5 separate regions of the Mus musculus genome follow, and regions 1, 2, 3 and 4 are each linked to region 5. Evidence: chromatin contacts called from public Hi-C and HiChIP or PLAC-seq data. All regions are on one chromosome and are shown on one strand. The core of a region is the stretch at or near the end of the contact, and the rest is flanking DNA. Distances in the headings are between cores, read along the strand shown. Region 1 has its middle 24 kb from the start of Gm31613. Region 2 holds the start of Cxadr (coxsackie virus and adenovirus receptor). Region 3 holds the start of Chodl (chondrolectin). Region 4 has its middle 5.6 kb from the start of Gm31613. Region 5 holds the start of D16Ertd472e (DNA segment, Chr 16, ERATO Doi 472, expressed).

Region 1 (2,739 bases), core at 197-2,696, 380 kb after region 5:
GCCATGTGATCATTTGGTGGAGGCTCGAAGCCCGCACTAAAACGCCTTATGCTAGAAAAGAAAAAGAGAAGTTATGAAAAAGATTAAGTGAGGCACAATTTTGTTGGTTGGTGATTCTTTTCATTTTTATCTTTTGAGCTTTTTGCACAGTCAGGGGCCAAACTCAGAGTCTCACACCTGAATTTTTAAAGCTAAAGTTTTAAACTGATTTATTTTTTTCCCCCTCCTTGAATGGCTTTTCCTCCATATTCAGCTGTTTTGGGGTTGACATTGATGCTGGGCTCAGCACTTTGGAAGCAGAAAGATTCTGGATTTGAGGCTAGCGTAGAGTTGATATTGATACCCTGGAGGAAAAGGAAGTAAAGCAGACAGGGGTAGAAGGCTCCTCTGTTTCCACAGATAGAAACAGCCTCCTCATTTATAATTTTCCTAATCAACTATCTACTATCTATCTATTATATCTCTCTCCATCCATCCATCCATCCATCCATCCATCCATCCATCCATCTACCCATCCATCATCTACGCATTTCTTTCTTACATTTTTTTAATTTATTGATTGATTTACTTCTGCATGGGTGTTTGTGTGTCAATGAGCAAGCTGGCTAGCTAGGTAGATTACTTCAGTCACCAAACTCTGGGCTCAAGTGAGAAACTCTGCCTCCTTATAGAAGGTGGAAAACAATCAAGGAAGACGCTGGCCATCAACTTCTGGCCTCCATGTGTGCATCTGTACACGCACCTGTGTGTGCTCGTGTGCATGGGGTGTGGGGTGTGGGGTGTGGGGTGTGGGGTGTGAGTCTCTCTTCCTGTCATGTGTCCCCGGATTGAATTCAGATCAGGCTTCGTGATAAGTACCAGCTGAAGGTACTCGCTCTCTCGCTCTGTCTCTCTCTCAACGTCTGTCTGTCTCAACACTACTTTAATTTGCCACTGAGTGTTCTTAAAATTACTACAAAAACCGGAAGCCTGATTTGGCATAGGGTTCTCAGTTTTGGAAGAGAAAAAAGAAAAATCTAACAGAATTTTAGGTAACTGCGAAATTTCATGAGAATATAATCCTTATTAGTAGCATTAAACTCAGCCCGCAAGTAACAGATTACTGTGTTTTCACAGCCCACTTTGTGTTGATCGTCTTTACGTTCCTTTCCGCCCCGCCCCACCCTTCTATTCCCAGTAGCCCCCTCAGAATGCTGCATTAACTTTCAACCTTCATTTTTTGTCTTTGAGCAAAAGGCGATCACGTCAATTTCCAAATGGCTTAGTAGTTTCATAGGCGTTATTTTGGGAGCTCAGTGGGCAACGTGGCTTTTTTTTGAGAGAGAACAGCGACATCTCTTGGCCGTCACGGGTACTGCGCGTTCAGGGGAGGTTGCAAATTGCACCTCATTGGGTTCTCCGAAGACATACATCTGTGAGGCGAAGTTTTCAGTGGTTGTTGTGGTCGAAAGCAGAGCCCACACGAAAACATCCGAGAGTCAGGAAATGATGACAGCGGTGCTAATCTCATTCTGATGTTTGACAGGTGCCTGACTGGTACTGTGATGGTTTTTAAACGATCAACTGTTCTTTGACAATCTTTCCTTTAGAAATAGAGTCTAACCATTTCCTTGGGTGTGGGCTTAACCAACTGACCAGCACTTTAGGAATGTAATCTGACAGAAGTGTTGGGGAGTGGGGGTGGGGCCGCTACTTTCAAGGGTAAGTCCTAGAAAGCCATAGAGCCATTTTCTTTCATCTCTGGGAGCTGTTACAACTAAGGACCTGCAAGTCCTTTTCTAGAGAAGTCCACGTGGTGAGAAAGTGATCCAATCTAACCATACATCAAGTAGGGAGCTGAGGCACCATGGGACTGAGTTATCTTTCGAAGCCTGCCTCAGTCTCCGGGAAATCTTATCTATGTCCTCAGTCAATCGTAACTGTACCCACATCAGAGATCCAAGCTATTCAGCTGAAATCCTTCCAGATCCCATACAAACACTGTCATATAATACAATTTGTAAGTAGAATTAACAGAGCCAGTAAGATATAATGAAAGATAAATTATTTCCCCATTTATGTATATAAAGAGGTATTGGATGGTCTGAACTTAAATACACTTTACATTATTCAAAGTAAGAGTTCTTAGCAAATAGAACTTTGGGTGCTTGGGAATCAAGCAGGACTATGGTGTGAGAGTCCAAGACAGTGCGCTGTGTAATAAGTGTGTCCTGTACAAAGTTTGGGAACCATATGTAAGCATACTAAACATGGCTTTACTTTAAAAGCTTTTAGGCATATAGAATGACTGTTTTGGATTTGAAAAATTTATTACTTTTAATACTTGACACATGCATTTCTCATGTCAGTGGGAATATGAAAACAGAAAAAAAGTTCCATTCAGAATTAAAATTTCCAAGAAAGTGATTATTTGAGTATAAATAGGTGAGTATTAATTAAACAGGAAGGGAGTTTTTTTCCCCTTATTGATTTAAGATACATGAGGGCTAATATAAAAAATGAGAACATGTTAATTTGCCTACACAAAGAGTGGAAAGGACAGGTTATAGGTGTTCTAAGTCACTCTGTATGTGCGGTGCCGTTAACTACAGCAGGCTGTTTATTGAAAATAGAAGACGCAAAGCACCCCCTGGTGGCCGTTGTTGAAGTAACCGTCCAACTGCAAGAGAAGGCTTATAAACTTTTTTGAGACAGTATTTAAATGGGATCTGTCATTCTTTAAGTAAACTTACCGATGGC
Region 2 (2,739 bases), core at 171-2,670, 280 kb after region 5:
TTCGAAATTTCAGCCAAGCCTAAAAGATCTGTATCCAAAAAAAAAGGTGGAGGTGGAGGCGGTGTGGTAGCCTCAGCTCCACAGATTAGACTTGTTAATAGAATGTTGATCCCATGAGTAATGTCCACAGCTGTGGCATCCAACAATGGAATTAACATTTCAGCAGGAAGCAGAGAGAGCCATCCCAGTAGAGCTGAGGCAGATCCAACAACCTTCCCAACTCCCGCAATCCTAAGCAATCCTCTTCGGAGGCTACGGTGTGTGTGCGCGTGCGTGCTTCCCAGAGTTGAACGTGTAAATCTTTTACATGACTCACTTGGCTCGAAAATTCCTCCAATTGCTTAGTATTAGGAAATGAGACCGACTTGTTAAAAACACACTTAGAAAAAGATTAATTTCTAAGTGCTAGAATGCGTATGCGTCCTGGGGTCCAGGCATTTTTTTTTTAATGCCTTATTTCCTGAAAGAGACGCTCTGCAGCTGAAAGATGTACTGGGCGATTTCTACCACCACACGCCTCACCACCTGAACGTCAATCATCATACAAAAAAAAAAAAAAAAAATCAACTTATTACAAACCCGGGCTAACTCCTCCCCAACAGCGATTTCAGACCTTCGGCTCCTAATACCTCGTCTCGGAGCTGCTGGGTCGAGCTAGCCTGTTCTTTGAGACTAAAAACCAGCAGCTTCGGTGCTTCTTTCCTAAAGGTAGCCAGGGCGACTGACACCGAACGGCTCAGTCTTCTCTCAAATAATGGCGTTGGTAATTCAGCCTCCCCGGCTTGGACTACCCGATACCTAAAAACTCGCAGCCCGGAGCTTGGAAATCGGGGAAGGCTGGCGGCACACAACACCCAGGCAGACGCGGGAAACAGACAAGGGCAGATAAAGCCAAATGGTCCCCAGGGTAAGCTGCCCTGGAGGCGCGCCCCACACGCCCCTGGGCGAGCCTCCGCCACCGCCACCGGACGATCGGGTCCCCGCTCCGCTGCCTCCCAGACGCCTCACGCCCCCTGCGCCGCTCCCGGGGACCGATGCATTCTCCGGGCTGGCGCGCGTGGTCCGGGGCAGATCACCCTGTGCATGGGTGCCCATCCGCCACTACCACGGCAGCGCCCCCCAAATTGAGCCGCCCCCTCCCCCCACGCCCCATTGTTCCCGGGAGGCCGCGAGCTGGGAGCGCAAGCGACTGGGACGGAGAGGTGCCGCAACTCACCCGCGATCCCGCACAAGAGCACGAAGCACAGTAGGCGCGCCATGGTAGCTGCCGGCCGGGTCGTGGCTTGCAGGTAAACGATCTCGGCTGGGAGCCCTGGTTTTCCCAGAGCCTGGTACACTCCCGACTGGCTCCCGGCGGTGGCAGCAGCGAAGGCACCTCTGCGCCCCGCCCCAGCTCGGCAGGTGAACGCGTCACTTCCGGCAGCACCCGGGAGCCCCTAAGCAAGAGCCCACAGTGTTGGCGCCCTGGGGTTGCCATGGAAACTGGGATCAGCCCGCGTCCCACCCCCCCTCCCCACCCCCACTCCCCTCTAAGGAACCTTCCAGTCCCAGCGGTCTTGCGCGCTGTACACCTGCTTGCGCTAGCAGCCACCTCCAGCTCTCCCGACTCCTGGTTAAATCGCTTTGTGAGCTGGGAAGCAGCGAGCCAGTCTCACTGCTGAAACAGTCACGCCCTCCTCCCCAGAGCCCAGCTCCAGGCCGGAATTGCTCCCTCTCCCTAAACCTTGAGCTAGGTTTCTTTCGACACACCACTAGCCAGCAGTCACCGCATCCTGTGGTCAGGGGTGGGGACCTCCTGGCACCCGTGTTTCCAAGGGCGATCAGAGAGCCCCGCCAATATCTTGCCTTCTTTTTGAATGGCTAGGTTCCTATTGAAGGCTCAGGAGAGGCTTTTCTTCCGCCCCTGTATACACTAGACCTATAAATTGAGGCGGCAGGTTTAACAAATACTTGGGGCTTTTCTCCTCCTTGCGATTATGAGTCGTTCCAGCCCTGAAGTTAGCCCACAGGGACAAAAGAACTTTAAAAGTGGGACCGGTTGGGGATGGCTAAGTGAACGGGAGTGGCTCTTGGAAATTAGGAATTTGAAAAGCCAGTGCAATCCCGCCCTGCAGCTCTCCCAAGCTGTTATCCTCAGACTTGCCTTTGCTAACTATTCTTGGTTGCTCTTCCCAGATTTTTTTTTTAACTGTTAGAAATGTTGAAATTCACAAGAGCCCCATATTAGGAGGTAGAAAACAGAAGAAACCAGCGTAATGGCCAAGAGTTAGGGGTCTTGGTGGGCAAGTTATTTAGAAGTGAAAGTGAAATCGTGCATTAAAAAAAAAAATGCTTGGTAGGTCCAGAGATGGCTCAACAGTTAAGAGCAATGGCTGCTCATCCACAGGTCCCGAGTTCAACTCCCAGCAACCACATAGTGGCTGGCTCACAACCATCTGTAATGGGATCAAGTACCCTCTTCTGGTATATCTGAAGACAGCGACAGTGTATTCAAATATATAAAAATAAATAAATCTTTTTTAAAAAATGCTTGCCCCCCCCCCCACAGAGCACATAGTGCTCAGCAAGTAGGGACTAATAAAGGAATATTGGGAATGCCTTGTTGCTTGTTGAACCAGAGAAAAGAGAGAAGGCAGGTGTAGGGGGTGATAGGGATGTCCCCACAGGCTCATATATTTAAATGCTTAATCACTATTTGGAAGGATTAGAAGGATTGGGTACTGCAGCCTTTTGGAGTAG
Region 3 (2,833 bases), core at 251-2,750, 350 kb before region 5:
AACCTTTTTATCAGTGACACCTACTGTACAGATGGATAAGCTTTCAGAGGAACCACGTTGGCCTTATATGTTAGAAGCAACATTCAACAAACGCACTCCAACAGTTTGATGAGCATAGCAAGAGCTTTCTCGATGGGTGACTGTCCAGCTGCCGTGTGCGGTGCTGTTCACATTTGCCTCAAACACAGAAAAGCCTTAAAAGATTTTTCCCAAACTAAGAGAAGAAGATGGATACAGTGTGGATGACATTGAGCACCGGGGCTGTGTGTGCGGATGGGAGCGGGAATCAAGAGACAAAGCAAGGAAGTTTTGCAAATTTGACCTTTCACTGATTTGAGAGACTTAATTGTGCACCTGTTGTTTGAGCAAATCCAAATTCATCACCACAAACATCTCAAAGCAAACCTCCACCCAGCTCCAAGAGGTGTTTCCTGAGTGTTCTAATTTTGAAATTAAGTCCAAAAGCGAAGGCGACAGGGCAGTAGCTCTCCCCTGTTCTTCTTCAGTCCTCCTGAGAACAAAGGCTGCAAACTCAGACATCTGGACTGGTCTGGTCTCAGAAACCATCCTTGTGAGCACCCTGGCTGGACTAGAGCCAGACCAACAGGAGGTGGCGTTCATGCCACAGCAGCTGCTCAATGTCCAAGCTTGGTCAACCAGGCTCTACCACACCCCTCTCACAGGTGCCCCAGTCCTGTCTGCCTGTGTTCCACTCACCTGCTTCCAAATAAACTAGAGACTCTTGCCCTGAAGAGACAGAGCTGTTCCATATTTAGCTTAAGCTTGCTCCCCAACTATAGAAAAAGGCACTCCAAAAAAAAGGAAACTTTTCTGTTATGCAGGGAGAAGGTGAAAGGAAAGAATAACAGGTTTTCCACCTTCTCTCTGGACGCCTACTAAGTACTGTTTTCCAAGTCTATAAGGAGTCCCCAACCTAGTGCAGAGTACTCCATACCGCCCCAGAATCCCAAGTCCCTTGTTTTATGCTGCTCTGACTCACCACTGACCACCCTTCGGGCAAAGGCTCCCTGGGCACAGAGCAGCGCAGCTCCCAGCAAGAGTGAGGCGATGCGGATCATCCTGGCGAGCCTTCTGCAGCAGGTGTCCAGTGAAGGAAAGACGAGGTCTTCCCGCAGCGCGGCCACCGCCGGTGGCTCTCACCAGCAGCTTCCTTGCTTTCCTGCTGGGTCCTACTCCCTCCTTCCCAGCGCAGCAGCTAGGATGCCTGTAAGCATCGCCTTTAGGGAGGACCTTCTGCCAGGCTGCCCCGTGCCGCACTGGGCTGGAGTGCAGGACACCGTGGGCGTGTCTGGGAGCAGGGGACAGTGTTATGAGTTCCTCTGTCTGTATCTGTTGGAAAGGTGAAACGGGAGTTCTAACGCAAACCTAAGCAGCTGCCTTCCCTTCCTTCTCAGGTCTCTGTGTTCTAAGGGACTGAGCTGGTGTGTCCTGGTAGTGGCTTCAACAGCAGCAACAGCAGCAGCAACAGCAGCAACAGCCGCTCTGCGCTGGCGGCACTCTCTTATATATGCCCAGAGCCTGGGGTTCCAACCCCTAGCTAGTAATCATTTTAACTACTTCGTCCCTCCTGCCAAGTGGAGCATCTGGCCCCTCCCCTAAAAGCCGGAGCCACTTTGAAAAGAGTCCAGTCAGCAGTCCCTCCTCCTCCACTCCCGGTCCCCACCCCCTTCCCATTTGCCAACAGACTTCAATACTCATTTGTGTAAAATGTGACAGCTTTGCTATTAAACTCGGGCAAAAGTTGGCTCCATTTGGTTTTCTCGGAGATAAATGTCCACGAGGATGCCAAGTTTCAGGGCCTTTCTCTTTTTCTGCTAAATTGCTTGATCATATGTATGGTGAGATGCGGGGCACTAGCCACTATTTAAGATGGATTGGCAGAGTGGAAGCCAAAACCTGCTCAGTGAATTATATAATGTGGCAGCTTTTTCCCCACCTAGGTTCTGCAAATAGATTATTTCCAAGCAGGTTGCTTGACTAAATTGCCATAGAAGTAATTTGAAAAGAATCTTGGAAACAAGCCCCCCCCCCGACTAATTTCAGTCTCAGTGTTTGCAACTCCAAGGGGGGAAAGTCCAGGCAAAATAAATAATCTGAATTGTTGAGAACTTCACGAATGCAAAATGAGTGTATTTCTCTGAACGTATCCATCAGTGGTCTATGGATTCCATTAAAAGTAAGCCAGCCTGGTCTACAAAGTGAGTTCCAGGACAGCCAGGGCTATACAGAGAAACCCTGTCTCAAAAAACCAACCAACCAACCAAACAAACAAACAAATAAACAAACAAAAAAGTAAGTCTCACTTTAAGGAATATGTATGTGCCTTTCCAAACCTGACCCACTCTTCTGTAACAGTCCAATGGCTGGCTTACCATTTTTATGGAGTCAGAGATGTTCGTGAGAGTTCTCATAATGACAGTTTACACATAGTCCATAATAGGAAACCTGAAAATGTTCTTAGGATCAGCTTCTGTAAAACAGGAAAGTTTTTTTGTTATGTTGCTTTTCATTATAATTTATAATTAATTAATTAGGTTTTTTATGTGTACAAGTATGTGATTGTGGGGGTGTGTGTATGTGTGTGTATGTATGTGTGTGTGTTTGTGTGTGTATGCGATTGTATGTGTGTGATTTTGTGTGTGTGTGTGTTTGTGTGTGATTTTGTGTATGTGTGTGTGTGTGTGTGTCTGTGTGTGTGTCTGTGTGTCTGTGTGTGTCTGTGTGTGTCTGTGTGTGTGTGTTGAGGCCCAAAGGTGCATTCAGGAATCTCCCTTCTTTCCATCTTATTCATTGATGGGTGAGTCTCACAGTG
Region 4 (3,009 bases), core at 121-2,620, 360 kb after region 5:
CACGAGATCTGGTGAAAGAAATGGTAGTTATCAGTTGGAAATTAGATCAGAGGTATGCTATATTTTAAAGTAAGTGGTCAGTTGCTTGCTTATCCTGCTAATTATCATTTTTCTTGGAATCATTTTCAGAGGCAGTGGGTGCCGCTATTTTAAGCATGATTGCCCGTGTTATAATGAAAACTATATCATTTCCCTTTTAGAGTTAAAGCCAGGCCAGGTTAATCAGGAACTTTTAAAAATTGTGTGTGTGTGTTTGGGGGGATGCACACAGTATGTGGGTACTATAGTGTCTATAGTGACCCTCCCTCCCCCCAGCCAGTTGTCCAGGTGCTGGCACCCCACCAATCCTCTGCAGCTGCTCTGATTCTGATCCTTTTGCTAGAATTTCTCCTTCAGTCTCTCACTGACTCCCAAAAGTAGAATTTTTTTCCTGCAAGCTCCAGAAACTTTCAATACCCTTTAACGAGATTCCCTTGTGCTCCTGATCACCACAAAGGCAGTTTTGTGACACACGACTTACCCTTTCCAGGCAGAAAGTCCCCTTTGGGGGCTCTGCTCTGCACACCAGGAAGCTCTAGTGAAAAGTCAGTCACAGGGAGTTAAGAGGAAAAGGAAAGCCAGCTGAAAGCTAACCCTTCCATAGCTTAGCCACTTCCCCTGCTGCCCGCTCTGAGCGTGAGTGCTTCCCTGTTTTGATTAGACATAGCTCAAGAAATGGCTGCCACCGAGTGCGCCAAGACTGACTGAAATGATGCCAGCCTCCATGAGAACAGAACAGAGGAAGCTATGGCTGTAGATGTGCACGAAGATATGACTGTTCACTGGTTAAAGCATGAGGGCTGGCAAAAAAAAAAAAAAATTTAACAAGATCATTAAGATCAGGGGGAGAAGGGGAAAGGTATTTCTGTGCTATGCTTCTCTGACACAGAAGCAAAATGCAAAAAATTGAGAGAGATGGGAAAGTCCATTGAGATTGCTCAGTGTGTAAAAGCACTCGACACCAAGTCTAATAGCCTGAGTTCAGACCCGAGAAGATTGTCCTCTGACTTTCACGTGTGTGTCTGGGCATGTACACACACACACACACACACACACACACACACACACACACACACACACACACAGAGAGAGAGAGAGGGAGAGAGAGAGAGAGAGAGAGAGAGAGAGAGAGAGAGAGAGGGAGAGGGAGAGGGAGAGAGAGAGGGAGAGGGAGAGGGAGAGAGAGAGAGAGCTAAGCACTTAAGTCCAAATGAGCTGCAAGCAAGCTTATCAGACTCTGTTTAATTACTTACGTGCGTTTCCTCCAGCAAACCCCTCCCTGCTGTACCGACTGCACAAAGCTAGAAACTGAGAGAGTAGAAGGGCAGAGGAAGAGGAAGGGTCTGCTTTGAGCACAGGCGGGGTTATAAGAGGGCAAAGCACGACCTCTTTCAAGTTCAGGAAAGAAAGAAAATGGGAAGTAACTGAACTAATGTGAAACCAGAAAGGAACCCAAGAGCAAGGCACGAGAAGCGATGCAACCAGCTTCCCTCAGGAAGGGAGTTAACACTTGGCAGATGTGTCGGGATAGGACTTGGTGGTTAGGAAAATGGAGAGGTGGGGTTTATGGGAGAGTGATTTGGAAGTGAGTGGTATGAGCAAATTTAAAGGTCTTTAGGATAGACTTCACTGGAGCTGGAGAGGTGGCTCAGCTCTTAAGAGCACTGGCTGCTCTTCTGCAGCTTCTGAGTTCAAATCCCCTCAATCACTCGGTGGCTCACAACCATCTGTAATGAGATCTGACTCCCTCTTCTGGAGTGTCTGAAGACAGCTACAGAGTACTCACATAAATTAATCAATCTTTCTTCCTTCCTTTCTTTCTTTCTTTCTTTCTTTCTTTCTTTCTTTCTTTCTTTCTTTCTTTCTTTCTTTCTTTCTTTCTTTCTTTCGGGATAGACTTCACTGAATCTGACATAAGCATGTCAAGTATGGTTTTCTGACCACCCTGGTGAATGGTAGAATTTGAATAGAAGACACTGTGTACGGTATATGTCAATTTCCTATGTGAATAGAAAACACTGATCTTGGGATCAAGAGGATATGGGAGGAATTGTAGAGAGTGACATAGAATGAGTCAAAAAGGAGGCTTGTGTGACACACACACACATATCACAAAATAACCAGTGTGTGTTAAAGAGATGTTTTTATTATCACAACGGGGCGTCTAGAAGTCAGGTGAATGCCTGGAGTGAGACAGACTCAACACTGAATTGTGTTATTACACCAGATCTTAGTTGTTTTTGCCTTTATAACCCAGCCCGGGGCTTCGAATTAACTTGACTTTGGAATCTTAAGACAACTTCGCAGAGGGGCCAGAACTTTGTTCTCTGTTCATATGTCACAAGACATAGAGTGGCTTCAAATCTAGCACTTTCAAAAGGAGAATTCCCCAAAATGTCCCCAAGAAACCTTTCCTTGTATCTCACAGCCATTGAGTAATGATTGAACAATGCTCTAATCACTGGTAAAATAAATAAATAAGCAAGCAAGCCAACAAACAAACAGACAATATACACACATAGCTCTTACTTTAGATGAGCCATGTCCAGCTCTTAAGCTGAAACCACCTCGGCACATATTATACCCTTATGTCTCAATAAGAGAAAGTAAGAGTGAATATCAGGGCTCTGTAACTTCCCCAGTTACATTCATTTGTGACTACAAAGTGTCCCGGGCTCCTGCTCTTAATACCATAGGTGATGAATGAGTATCAACCAAATCTTCCTGTTTCTAGTAAATAAAGTTTTGCCTTTCTTTTAAGGAGTCAAGTTTCCTTTGATACTGATGAATACACTAGTCAGTTCCCACCTTGCAAAGGATAGAACCCCTGGACCTCAAATAGAGCTAAGAGCCATAAGAGCATATTTCATTTTGTCTTATAAAACTGCAACAATGTTACCGATTTTTTGCTCAGTCTCGAGGACATCTTTAATTGTTTCTTCTAAGACGACACAGATTCTCTCTTAGCCA
Region 5 (2,856 bases), core at 233-2,732:
ACTTAACACATTTACTGCAACATGGGAGCTGGAGACAGGGAGATCATGAGAAGCCCACTGGCCCACTAGCCTACACTACACACCTATGAACAGCAATGAGGCCCTTTCTCAAACAAGATTTAAAAAAAAAAAATGAGGACAGACATCTGAAGTTGTCCTCTGAGCTCCACACACATGCCAGGATATGATCATGCACACATCATACACACCACATATACAAACATACACATACAAATATAAACTTTGTAAAAATCACTTTAATTAAATAAATGAGTAGAATCCAAAATGCAAGATATTTAACACACCCCAAATTTTAATATGCATAGGGGGCAGGGACCTATAAAATATTCATTATTATTATTAATGGGGGGGCGTGTCCTGGTGACTGTGGGACACTCTTGGAGGACAGCTTTGTGGAGTTAGTACTTCCGTTCCACTGGGAATGGAGCTCAGGTTGCCAGGTTTGCCATAGCAAACACTCCCCCTCCCCCATCCCACCTCATGCCACCCCCGCTGAGGCACCTCAGGTCCATGGATCTGGGGGTCTTTTTCAGAGCAAGGTATTGATTTCTGGATTCTGCATTTGTAAAAACGCCACATGGGGTCTTTGAGTCATCCACCACACTTCGGTAGCATGGGCACAGATGACTTTTTTGAGTCCTTGATTAGTGGCTTTACCTCCGCAGCCTTGAGTTCAAGCTCCAGTTTTTGTTTCTAAGAAACTGCGATAAAGGGTTAGTCACCACTAAACTGCAAGAGCCGAGTTTCCTGTTTCTCTTCTGTGGACTGTTGAGAAAGACTAGCATAGCAAACGTAACTGAAAGTATTGCGTAGACTTGTGGCCTAGGCAAGGCTTAAGGAGTCAAGCAGATGATGAAAGTACATTTACATACTAAAAAAAAAAAAAGTTTAGGAAAGGGGTAGACTTAAAAACAAGAGGCGGAGCCTCGGGAATGTTTTCCGTGGATGTGCATGGGAGGTACCACATCGTGATACATAATTCGAAGAAAAGATGCTCTGCTTCTAGAATTATACCTAAATCGGGATATCTGAATTATCAACTTTTATCTCATTCAGAAAGTCAACCAACATGAAACAGGAGTTCAAGGATAATACTTGGTTCAGGCTCCTGGTTTTGAAGCAATACACTCCCCACGCGTGTGTGCCTTTCTCCTCCTCCACCCCTCAGGCTTAGCCGTGGGCCCATTCCTGCAATCCGCAAGTGGCTGGAGTTTTCAGGGGCTGCAGGGAGGCGGGCCGGACGGGTCCATGTGCGCCACGCGGAGGGGAGCGAGATGCTCTCCGCGGAGGCGCAAGAGGATGCGCACGGGGGCGCGGGGCGGCGCGGGGCGGGCGGAGGGCGGCTACACTCCCTGCGCTAGGGTGGCCACGTGGGGCCCTGGGGCTGTGGGCTGGCCCGGCCGCTCTCCCCGTGGGCGGCTCGGGGTGGCGCAGGCGGCCCGGGCGGGGCGGAGCGCGCTGCTGTCTGCGCTGCGGCGCCGGCGGAAACAATAGTGCGGATCGGATCGTGGCGCGCGGACGGTGGCCCGCGGAGCCGGACGGTAGAGGTCCTTCTCTGAGCCGCTCTGGTGCTCAGGACCAGTGCCGGGACGGACGGACAGACGAGACGGATCCCACGCCGTGCCGGACGCCCACGATCCTCGAGTGGCGTCCCCGGGACCCTCCGGTCCGTGGCTGAAGAGTCTCCGACGTGAGCCGATCCTTCCCGGGTGTCCCAGTCCCCACGTGCGTCTTGCCGCGGCGGAGCCGGGGAGCCGGGTAACCGAGTTAGCGGGACGCCTCCAGACGCTCACCCAGAAGTTGGCAAAGCCGCGTCCCAGCGGCTCCTTCTGGCCACAGCGACCGACCCGAAGTTGGTTGACAGGCCGGGTGTCTGCCGGCGCGACCCGGGAGGCGGGTGTCTCCTGTGGGCAGCCCTTTTGCTTTTTCGCAGTAAAACTGTGATACTGTAACTCCAGGTATGGCGATGCTTGCCTGACAGGGCTGTTGCAAACGCCTCCTTTTTCGGTTTTTGGGGGGGTTTTTGGTCGGTTACTGCAGGCCATAAGCAAGTTTTTGCCGTTGTGTAACTTGCTCCTTTCTCTTTCCTCATAGGGGCACTATGAACGAAGAGGAGCAGTTTGTAAGCATTGACTTGAATGATGACAACATTTGCAGTGTTTGTAAACTGGGAACAGACAAAGACACGCTCTCCTTCTGCCACATTTGCTTCGAGCTAAATCTCGAGGGTAAGGATTCTGCGGTTTTAACTGCGTGCCGCGTACTACTTTGTGCAACTTAGGCTGAGATGTTTGGAGGTAACACTGCAACTGCTTGAAAGCCTAGAGATTGTCCTAAGTGAAGATCTGCTAAGGGTTTCTGGAAATGAAGCCAGAGTTAACAATAGTTATGAGTCGAGGGAAATGTTTGTCTTTATAACAGAATGTTAAGCTCCTTTTAACTAATATGAAATGAAGTGCAGGTATTGTCTGATAAACATTTAAGAATCAACATGACCGTACACGTGGGCAGATATAATTTTACTCCTTTCTGCCAAACTTAGTCTCTATTTTTCCCATCATGTGGTGAATTTTAACTAACTTTTATTTTTTTAAGTTGTTTATATCAGATTTTAAATAACTTCCTTTAATATTAATAATCTTTTTAAAAAAGGACTTTTCAATTCTTTCGATGCCAGTACCATTGTGAGAATGTGTAAAAGAAATGCTTGAGAAATTAAACCTTTTGCTGAAGGTTGTGTTGGGTACACAGATAACTGGGTCCTAGATGTTTCCAGGAAACATGGGCTGTGAGCTTTCTATTTGCACTGTCACAGTGAAACCCCAAGTCTTTTGG

The links. A called contact is a pair of places that touch in the nucleus more often than the background predicts. HiChIP or PLAC-seq counts read pairs in DNA pulled down with a chosen protein or histone mark.
Region 1: a contact with region 5 is called in a Hi-C map of natural killer cells, with 7 times the contacts expected there. The contact joins the enhancer-like site here to the promoter of D16Ertd472e in region 5. A contact is called at or near these places in 11 of 39 promoter capture datasets (the 3T3-L1 cell line, the C10 cell line, cranial neural crest and 6 more), 2 of 15 datasets of contacts at CTCF or cohesin (CD8 T cells and large pre-B cells), 14 of 484 Hi-C or Micro-C datasets (B cells, CD4 T cells, DN3 thymocytes and 10 more), 18 of 115 datasets of contacts at active chromatin or transcription factors (the 230-238 cell line, CD8 T cells, DN3 thymocytes and 13 more) and 2 of 9 other capture datasets (adipose tissue and liver).
Region 2: a contact with region 5 is called in a Hi-C map of rod photoreceptor, with 2.8 times the contacts expected there. The contact joins the promoter of Cxadr here to the promoter of D16Ertd472e in region 5. A contact is called at or near these places in 2 of 39 promoter capture datasets (embryonic stem cells and liver), 7 of 484 Hi-C or Micro-C datasets (LSK cells, embryonic stem cells, epidermal suprabasal cells and 2 more), 3 of 115 datasets of contacts at active chromatin or transcription factors (embryonic stem cells and pancreatic cancer cells) and 1 of 9 other capture datasets (adipose tissue).
Region 3: an H3K4me3 HiChIP or PLAC-seq map of neural tube shows a contact between it and region 5, with 4 times the contacts expected there. The contact joins the promoter of Chodl here to the promoter of D16Ertd472e in region 5. A contact is called at or near these places in 2 of 39 promoter capture datasets (cranial neural crest and neural stem cells), 5 of 484 Hi-C or Micro-C datasets (muscle stem cells, myocytes and uterus) and 1 of 115 datasets of contacts at active chromatin or transcription factors (neural tube).
Region 4: a contact with region 5 is called in a Hi-C map of peritoneal macrophages, with 5 times the contacts expected there. The contact joins the enhancer-like site here to the promoter of D16Ertd472e in region 5. A contact is called at or near these places in 4 of 39 promoter capture datasets (the C10 cell line, liver and pre-B cells), 8 of 484 Hi-C or Micro-C datasets (DN3 thymocytes, Sertoli cells, adipose-derived mesenchymal stem cells and 5 more) and 6 of 115 datasets of contacts at active chromatin or transcription factors (the 230-238 cell line, bone marrow-derived macrophages, forebrain and 3 more).

What each region holds. Positions count from the first base shown.
Region 1 is chr16:78,197,563-78,200,301 of GRCm38.p6, reverse strand. No RefSeq gene overlaps it. Among named protein-coding and RNA genes, the nearest start is that of Gm31613, 24 kb to the left of the region's middle. Within about 2 kb of position 1,446, at least 56 of the 459 cell types and tissues checked have an H3K27ac peak or open chromatin away from gene starts, as enhancers often do. A contact at or near this core is called in the 230-238 cell line, CD8 T cells, DN3 thymocytes and 7 more, where this site is marked.
Region 2 is chr16:78,300,352-78,303,090 of GRCm38.p6, reverse strand. It overlaps Cxadr (coxsackie virus and adenovirus receptor), which reads right to left and starts at 1,420. Exons shown (of 7, transcript NM_001025192.3): 1 at 1,217-1,420. The coding sequence starts at 1,259.
Region 3 is chr16:78,929,615-78,932,447 of GRCm38.p6, reverse strand. It overlaps Chodl (chondrolectin), which reads right to left and starts at 1,500. Exons shown (of 6, transcript NM_139134.4): 1 at 1,001-1,500. The coding sequence starts at 1,079.
Region 4 is chr16:78,215,517-78,218,525 of GRCm38.p6, reverse strand. No RefSeq gene overlaps it. Among named protein-coding and RNA genes, the nearest start is that of Gm31613, 5.6 kb to the left of the region's middle. Within about 2 kb of position 1,370, at least 101 of the 459 cell types and tissues checked have an H3K27ac peak or open chromatin away from gene starts, as enhancers often do. A contact at or near this core is called in bone marrow-derived macrophages, forebrain, memory CD8 T cells and 4 more, where this site is marked.
Region 5 is chr16:78,575,314-78,578,169 of GRCm38.p6, reverse strand. D16Ertd472e (DNA segment, Chr 16, ERATO Doi 472, expressed) reads left to right here and starts at 1,482. Exons shown (of 5, transcript NM_001252439.1): 1 at 1,482-1,746; 2 at 2,116-2,249. The coding sequence starts at 2,123.